Regions from separate parts of the Mus musculus genome. Here region 2 is linked to region 1. A link is a contact called in public targeted proximity ligation data. All regions are on one chromosome and are shown on one strand. The core of a region is the stretch at or near the end of the contact, and the rest is flanking DNA. Distances in the headings are between cores, read along the strand shown.

Evidence for each region.
Region 2: a contact with region 1 is called in a targeted proximity ligation map of pancreatic cancer cells. A contact is called at or near these places in 2 of 130 datasets of targeted methods (memory CD8 T cells and pancreatic cancer cells).

What each region holds. Positions count from the first base shown.
Region 1 is chr19:9,929,240-9,933,121 of GRCm38.p6, forward strand. The region is part of intron 1 of Gm36913 (a long non-coding RNA gene); the gene reads right to left. Among named protein-coding and RNA genes, the nearest start is that of Gm36913, 16 kb to the right of the region's middle.
Region 2 is chr19:9,059,506-9,063,387 of GRCm38.p6, forward strand. It overlaps a transcript of Ahnak not described here. Among named protein-coding and RNA genes, the nearest start is that of Scgb1a1, 27 kb to the right of the region's middle.

The DNA of each region.
Region 1 (3,882 bases), core at 777-3,276:
TGCACATATCACACATGTGATACCCATGGTACCTATCTAAGCTCAATTACACACATTACAGAACACACACATGTGAAAGAAAAAAAAATGTTCCACACAAGACAATCCAGAAAAAAACTAAATAAATAAAACAACAAAATCCCAAGAACTTCAGAGCTCTCTGGTCAACAGAAAGTAGCTCTGAACAATAAAGCTTGTAATTAAGCCGAGAAGGAGCCCTTCTGTGTCGAGTTAGTAAGCGGCAGAAAATTGGGAACAGTGGACAGTTATCCTAAGTCTGAGCTCTGGGTTTTACTGTCATTATCTTTCTTTTTTTATTGTGTCCCTTCCCCCTTTTGTTTTTCGTTTCATTTTGTTTTATTTTCAAGACCGTTTCTCTGTGTAGCCCTGGCTGTCCTGGAACTCACTCTGTAGACCAGGCTGGCCTCGAATTTGGAAATCCGCCTGCCTCTGCCTCCTGAGTGCTGAGATTAAAGGTGCTTGCGACACCACAGGCACTTTCTTTTTCACTGTGCTTTCCCCCACCTCCTCTCTCCCACCCAGCCTTCCTGGCAGACCCTGGCCTCTGCTGCAATATAGCTGGCTCTCCAGAGAAGAAACTCTACAAACATTCTGAGGTCCCATGGGATCCCTGATACACAGAGGCAACAGGAAACACCCTACCTCCACCTGAGCCTTTGGGGGAGGGGGCGTGTTTCTGAACTCCTTCTCTTCCTCTTCTCCTCCTCCTCCCCTCCTTCTGCCTCCTCCTCCTCCTCTTCCTCCTCCTCCTTCCTGTCATTTAGTAGACTCTCCCCTTCTGTTGTCCAAATGTAGAAAATAGTAAAAAAACAATAAGAAGCAAGCACTAAAGAAGAATAGAAAATTTCAATTAGGGATAGGAAGTAACATTTTGTGTGATAAAAACGTGAAGTTTTGGGAGTTGGAGAGAATGTTCAGTGGGTAAGGCTAAGACTATTCTACAGGCCTGAAGAAATGGCTCAGTGGTTAGGAGGCGCACATACTGCTCTGACGGAGGAGCCAGGTTTGAGTCCTACAGCAGACAGTTCACAGTCACCTGTAACTTCAGCTCCAAGATCACCTTCTTCCTCTGGACTCCTCAGGCGCCTGCACTCATGTGCACATACCCTGCTCCCCATGACCACACAGACACATAGATATACACATAAGATAAAAATAAAATAAATCTGTAAACAAAGAAAGACAGAACGTGTACTACTACTCTTGGCAGAGGACATGAGTTTGGTTCCCAGAACCCACATTGGGCATCTCATGACTATGTGTAATTCAAGATAGCCTATGCCCTCTTCTGAACTCTGAGGGCACCTGCACTCACATAGATTCAACCCAGACACATATATACACATAATTAAGAATAAGTCAGACTGGAGAAACGGTTCAATGGTTAAGAGCACTGCCTGCTCTTCCAAAGGTCCTAGGTTCAATTCCCAGCAACCACATAGAATCTGATGCCCTCTTCTGGTGTGTGACAGTGTACTCATATACATAAACAAATAAATAATTCTTTTTTTAAAAAAGGCTGTCTATTTCTAAATATGTACCTTTACTAATGATGAGTTGGGGTGTTTTTGTTGTTATTGTGGTTGTTTTGGTTTTTGTTTTTAAGTCTAAATAGAAGCTGAACATGGTGGCTTGTACCTGCAGCCATTTTGGCCTGTGGGGCTATGAACAGGGAGCTGGAAGAAGGGAAACTTGAAGCCTAAGTATTGAATACTAATGCTCTAGAAGCTTCTGGCATCATTACTTTGCAAGTCTGACCATGTTCTGCTTCTCTTAGTTTCTTGCTGTTGCTTGCCTTGTAGATTTCCCATCTTCATCTAATTAAGACCAGCTCTTTCTGCTCCCACACGGGAGACACACAGAACAGGCCAGTCTTTCTGGAGTTGAGGATCATGTCCCAGCATAGACCCCAGGCTGTTGTAAGGCAGGGCTCAGGGCCACCTGAGCTGTGAGGACAGTAGAATGACACATGGTCACGGGTTCCACTGCTCTGAGGGCAAAGTCCCTTTGCTGTCCCATATGCATGCAGACTGCTTTCTCAACTAGAGGAAGTCATGGGCTGTCACAGGCCATGGGAGGAAGTAGAGGATTGCTGTAGCTAGTTCATGACTAGAAAACACCACATGCTTCCTGGTAATGGACTAGAACATTCTTGGGGTCCGAGTCACTCCAGGAGTGTGGTGCTGGGCACTCTGCCAGAGAGCTTACACAAAACTGTTGACACCTTATGGCTGAAACTGACAACATCCCTGTTGAGTAGGCTGGGCAGGTCCAGTGCTGTAGGCAGAGTCCTGGCCTCAGATGAGGAAGTTAAGGCCTGAGAGGTGACTTGACCTGGTCTAAGGTTGCATAGCTGGCAGGAGGCAGGGCCTTGCCTGGAATTCGGGTCTTCACTGTGGGGAAATGTTCTAGTTGGGCATCTTGACAGAGCAGCGGTGGTAACATCCTGAAACTCATAGCCTTGCCCAAGATGTGGAGGAAAATTCCCCAGATACTGGTGCCTGAAGACTTCTGAAATGTCATCACCTCTTGATGTTGAAATGTCTCATTCACAGGGGAGTAGGGATGGGGGGTTGCAGAATCCCTCACAGATCTCCTTTCTGCCCCCACCAACCTCCTTTCCTTCCTTTCTTCCTTAAACTTGGAAAATCTTTAGCTACTGTTACAGTTTGGAAATAGCTAGAATGACTCCTCCAAAGGCTTGTATTTTACACGCTGGGCTTCCAGTGTAATGGTATTAGAGCTGGAGATGTAGTTCAGTTTCAAGAATACTTTCCCAGAATGCACAAAGCTCTGAATTCAGTCCCTAGCACTGCATAAAATCAGACCTGGTGGTGCGTTGGGATGTAGGGGTGGAAGGATCAGAAATGTAAGGTCATCCTGAGCTACAGTGTAAGTTTGGGACCAGTTTGGACTACGTAAGACCCTACCTCAAAAAACAAAAAGTGCCTGGGGAGTGCTGACTGAATAAACGTGCACTGTAGACATGGGCATGACCATGTCAAGGACCACAATTCCTCAGACCTGGGTGAGGCTCAGAGACATGACAAAGCTTTCTCTGGTGCAAGTGTGAGTGTACCAATGATTGAGCACTGTGTGTAAAAGGAACAATCACCGAGTGCATGCCAAACACTACAACTACAGCTTCTGTCTCCTGGATGACAGCAGTCTGAGACTGCTCCCCTACAGAAACCTCCTACTAAACACTTCTCCTTAGGTTGTACCTAATAAAAGCTGAGTTTCCAGGCAACATAGTAGGTGCTCTCCATCAGAGCCAGCACTGCCCACCTGACCCCAGCTTTTCTGTATTTGTAGCTGTCGTTTCTTCATTCCCAAGTTTCTCCAGTCAGGTTTCTCAGGACCAAGCTGTGCAGAATGAGCAAGTGGTTGGTTAAGGTCTTATGGAACTAGATTGATTCTGGAGAGGATAGCTTATTGCAGAGGATGAAGCCTGGCCCTTCCAAGACTTCATTTTTTTCTTGCTTTGAGTGTTCTTTTGTACATGGTATCACTTTTGTAGTTCCATCTCTCATACAAGTGCCATGATCTTGGTCTTACCACTAGAAATATAAGTTAATTAATGGCCCCTTTTAAGTTAATAAGGTTCACAAGCCAGGTTTTTGTTATAACAATACAAAACGGAATAATTGTACTACAGTGAGAAAAACACCGGGTATAATGGGAACCCCCTGGCAGGGATATAGATACTGTCTCAGTCCCAACACTAAATGGAAGACTCTCTGGTATGGCCAAGAGATCTGTGTCCATGGAGCCCACTAGAGTAGGGATCAATTTCTGTTCCAGGACTCTTAGTCCTTTTTATCAGTTTTCTCATCCCTTAAAAGAGATGCCATTAATATC
Region 2 (3,882 bases), core at 561-3,060, 870 kb before region 1:
GTGTCTGTCTGACTTGTGGTCTGCTTCAGAAGGCAGGAACAAGAGGCCGTTTCAGAACGAGTGTACTTAAAAGTTGAAATGGCCTTCATGTAAAGCCTTCACCTTCAGTTATCCTGCCTTATAAAGTGACTCATTCATTCCCTGGAGGCCTCTGCACAGCCGGGCCTTTACTGAGCCAACTATAGATACGTCAATTGTTGGATGATTGCTCCCATTTTGTCATGGCTTATAACTTGAAGGTGACCTGCATTTCTTTTTTTTAATTTTTAAAATTAAAATATTGATTACACCATTTGCTCCCCTTCCCGTTCTTCCTCCCAGTCCCTCCCATGTCCCTCTCATCTTGTTCAGACTCAAATTCATGGCCTCTTTTGTTTTCTTTTTCAAAAGTTACTTTCAGAAATAAAAAGTTTCAGTTGTAGAAAACTCAAAATGCTTTTGAAGAATTAGTTCTAAAACTCTTAGGCGAGGCCAGGCAGTGGTGGTCCACATCTTTAATCCCAGCCCCTGATGGACTATGGCTTGACTTTAGAGTGCATTCATTTGCTTGCTGGATTTGTCCCTGCTGATGGAGGACAATGAAGCAGCTATGTTCTTTGGAGGGGAGAGAAAGCAACGATGGCTCTCACAACTCCCTTCTCTCCAAGGAGCAGCCAGCTGGAGGCAGGTATTTGCTGTTCTTGTGAAGGGTGGTGACCGTAGTTTTGGGCAGAGGGCAGGCAGCGGAAGTTGGACCCATTTCCAGAGCTCCTGACTCAGTTCCTTGTGGTCTGTTTTCATTTTTTTTTTTTCATCTGAAATGTTGTGAAATCCCAGACTTCAGCCACACCCACGTAAATTCTGAGTATATTTGTGGTACATTCCAACTCTGTGAGGGCTGTGGAGAAGAGTTCTCACCTGCTGGTGCCCCTTCTCCTGACCCTTGTGTGGGGAATTTTAGATGTGCTGGAGTGACTAGCTGCATATGTCTGTGATATGGATTGTCATCTTGACAGGATCTAGAATCACTGAAGTGACAAGCCTCCTCTAAACACATCTGTAAGGGATTACTGCAATTAGTTTAGCTGAAGTAGGAAGACCTGCATTGAGAGTGAGGAGCATCATCCGTAGGATAAGGTCCCTGACTGCATACAAATGTGGAGCACCAGCATTCACTCTTGCTCTGACTGTGGATCCAATGTGGACCAGCTGTCTCAAGCTCCTGTTGCCATGGCTTCCACCATGATGGGCTGTACCCTCAAACTGTGAGCCTGAATAAAGTTTTCTTTCCATAGGTGGCTGTTGCCACATTTTTGTCACAGCAACTGAGCAAGTAACTCATACACCAGCCATCTTGTTTTTTTTTGTTTTGTTTTTGTTTTTGTTTTTGTTTTTCGAGACAGGGTTTCTCTGTATAGCCCTGGTTGTCCTGGAACTCACTTTGTAGACCAGGCTGGCCTCAAACTCAGAAATCCGCTTGCCTCTGCCTCCCAAGTGCTGGGATTAAAGGTGTGCGCCACCGGGCTCGGCAGCCATCTTGTTTTATCCTGGATTGTCCAGGGTTTTAGTACTGCAAGCCAAGTGGTACAGGACAAGCTGTCTTCCTTTCTCAGACATCAGGGTATGTCTGACTTCCTCAGACAGGTAAATAAAGGATCCAGCAGGACACAGGCCTCAGAATCACCCACAGTGTTTCATAAATGTACCCTAGTGAGTCTGATCAAGTGGAACCTGGGGAGAGCCTTGTGCAGAAGGTTAGGCACCACACATTGAGTAACGCTACTGCAAGGGGCTAGAAAGGGAATAGCGTAAGATGACTTACATATTAGGCATGAGGACTGGGCAAAGAACATCATGAGTACCAGTCAAGTTTTTCTCGGCTCCCACGCTCCAGAGTAACTGGGTGCTGACAAAGCTTGGCTTTGTTGAGTACAAAGGATGACTTGGTGTTTTCTGGCTGGGGGCCCATAAGAGGGTGTGCCAATGGCAAGAAGTGAGTGTCCACTCCAGCTTTCTGCCAGGCTACCTTGTTGCAGAACTGATGGCTGTTTACCATGCCCTCCGGTCCCTTTGGTGAAGGGATCAGGAGAGGCCATCTCTAGGGCCTGTTGTAGCTCTGATCTCTGGTATGTGGGGAGGCAGAGGCCACATTCTTACACTTGGTAGGCAGCTGTCAGTTCTGCTGCTTGTGGACAAAGCCCTTTGCTTACTGAGCCAATTGACTGCCTTCCTCAAGGACACTGGGAGATGGAGGAGCTCTTTGGTGACCAGTGAGCTGATGGCAAAGGGCTCCACACCCGCATTCCTGTTACAAAGAGCAGAGGTGCTTCTCAAAGAGCGGATGCTTTGATGGTTCCATGAACCATGTGCACCAGCGCTCTCTCCCTCCTCCCAGAGTTTATCACATTTACAATACTTTATCCTGATCCGGAGCTAGTATAAGACTATTCTGTAGGAATGGCAGTGTGGTGCAAGACATGAGGTTTCTGGGCTCTTGGCATGACATGCCCTCACTGTTCCAAGAGGTGATTCAACTAAGAGTTACATCCAGCTAGCATGAGAGCTTGGGTACAGTGTGACTATTTTTCTTGAAATTTCTTTATTTTTATTTCATGTGTATTGCGTGCATGTCTGTGTGAGGGTGTCAGATTAGAGACAGTGTGAACTGCCATTGAATACTGGAAATTGAATCTGGGTCCTCTCAAAGAACAGCCAGTGCTCTTAACCTCAGAGCCATCTCCGCAGCCCCAAGTGTGACTTTCTACAGACTAGTGCCATGAGTGTCCCAGTTCAGCACAATGGCCAGGAGGACAGGCTCTGGATTGAGATGTTGTCCCTGTTATTTATCTGATGAATAACCTTGGGGGGAAGTAACTAAACTCTCTGAGCCCCACTCTTCCTAATTGCATTTATTTATGATTTATATTTTGACTTTTTGAGACAGGTTTCTTTGAATAGCCCTGGCTGTCCTGGGACCCATTTTGTAGACCAGGCTGACCCCCAACTCAAGGATCCACCTGCCTCTGCCTCCTGAGAGCTGGGATTAAAGGTGTGTGTCACCACCATCACCACCACCACCACCACCACCACCACCACCACCACCACCACCACTACTTAGCAGTTTTCCCAACTTTAAAATGGGGATAATAATGGCCTCTGGGTTAGGAGATTCAGTGAAGAAACTGGAGGGTAGCTCAGAGTTGTTATCACCAGTGACAGAGAGCAGCAGGGGCTAGCGGTGTTAGTGGTGCTGGTGGGCTAGGGCTACCATAATGAAGTACCACAGATGGGTGGGAAATTCACAGAAATGTATTTTTCATACAGGTATGGAATCTGGAAGTTCAAGGTCCAAGTATCAGCAGATCTGGTTTCTCTTGAGGCCTTTTTCCTGGTCAAGTCTTCTTCCTCTTCTACTCTCTCCCCCTCCTTCCTCTCTTCTTCCTCCTTCCCCTCCTTCCCTCAGTCCCTCCTCTTCTTCCTCTTTCTCTTCAGTATGTGTGTGTGTTTCTTAGATAGGGTTTCATGTAATATTTGCTGGCTTAAAACCCGATATGTGGTTGAGGCTGCCCTTGAACTCCTTCCAAGTGCTGGAGATTGCAGCACTATGTTTGGGTCTCCCTCTTCTGTTTCCTTCCCCTCTTCTTCTGTCTGTCTGTCTCTCTGGGTCTTACTATGTAACCTAGGCCCAGTTCTCAAACTCAGACTGATCCCTGCTATAGCCTCCCGACAGCCAGCATTATGGGTATGAGCCACTACTCCTGGTTAATTGTTTGTTTTGAGACAGGGTCTCACTTTGTAGCCCTGTAGGTCTTCAATTTACAGAGATCTATCTAGATGTTTCTGCCCCGAGTACTGGGGTTAAACATTTGTGCCATCAAACGTGGCAATTGTTTGGTTGTTGAC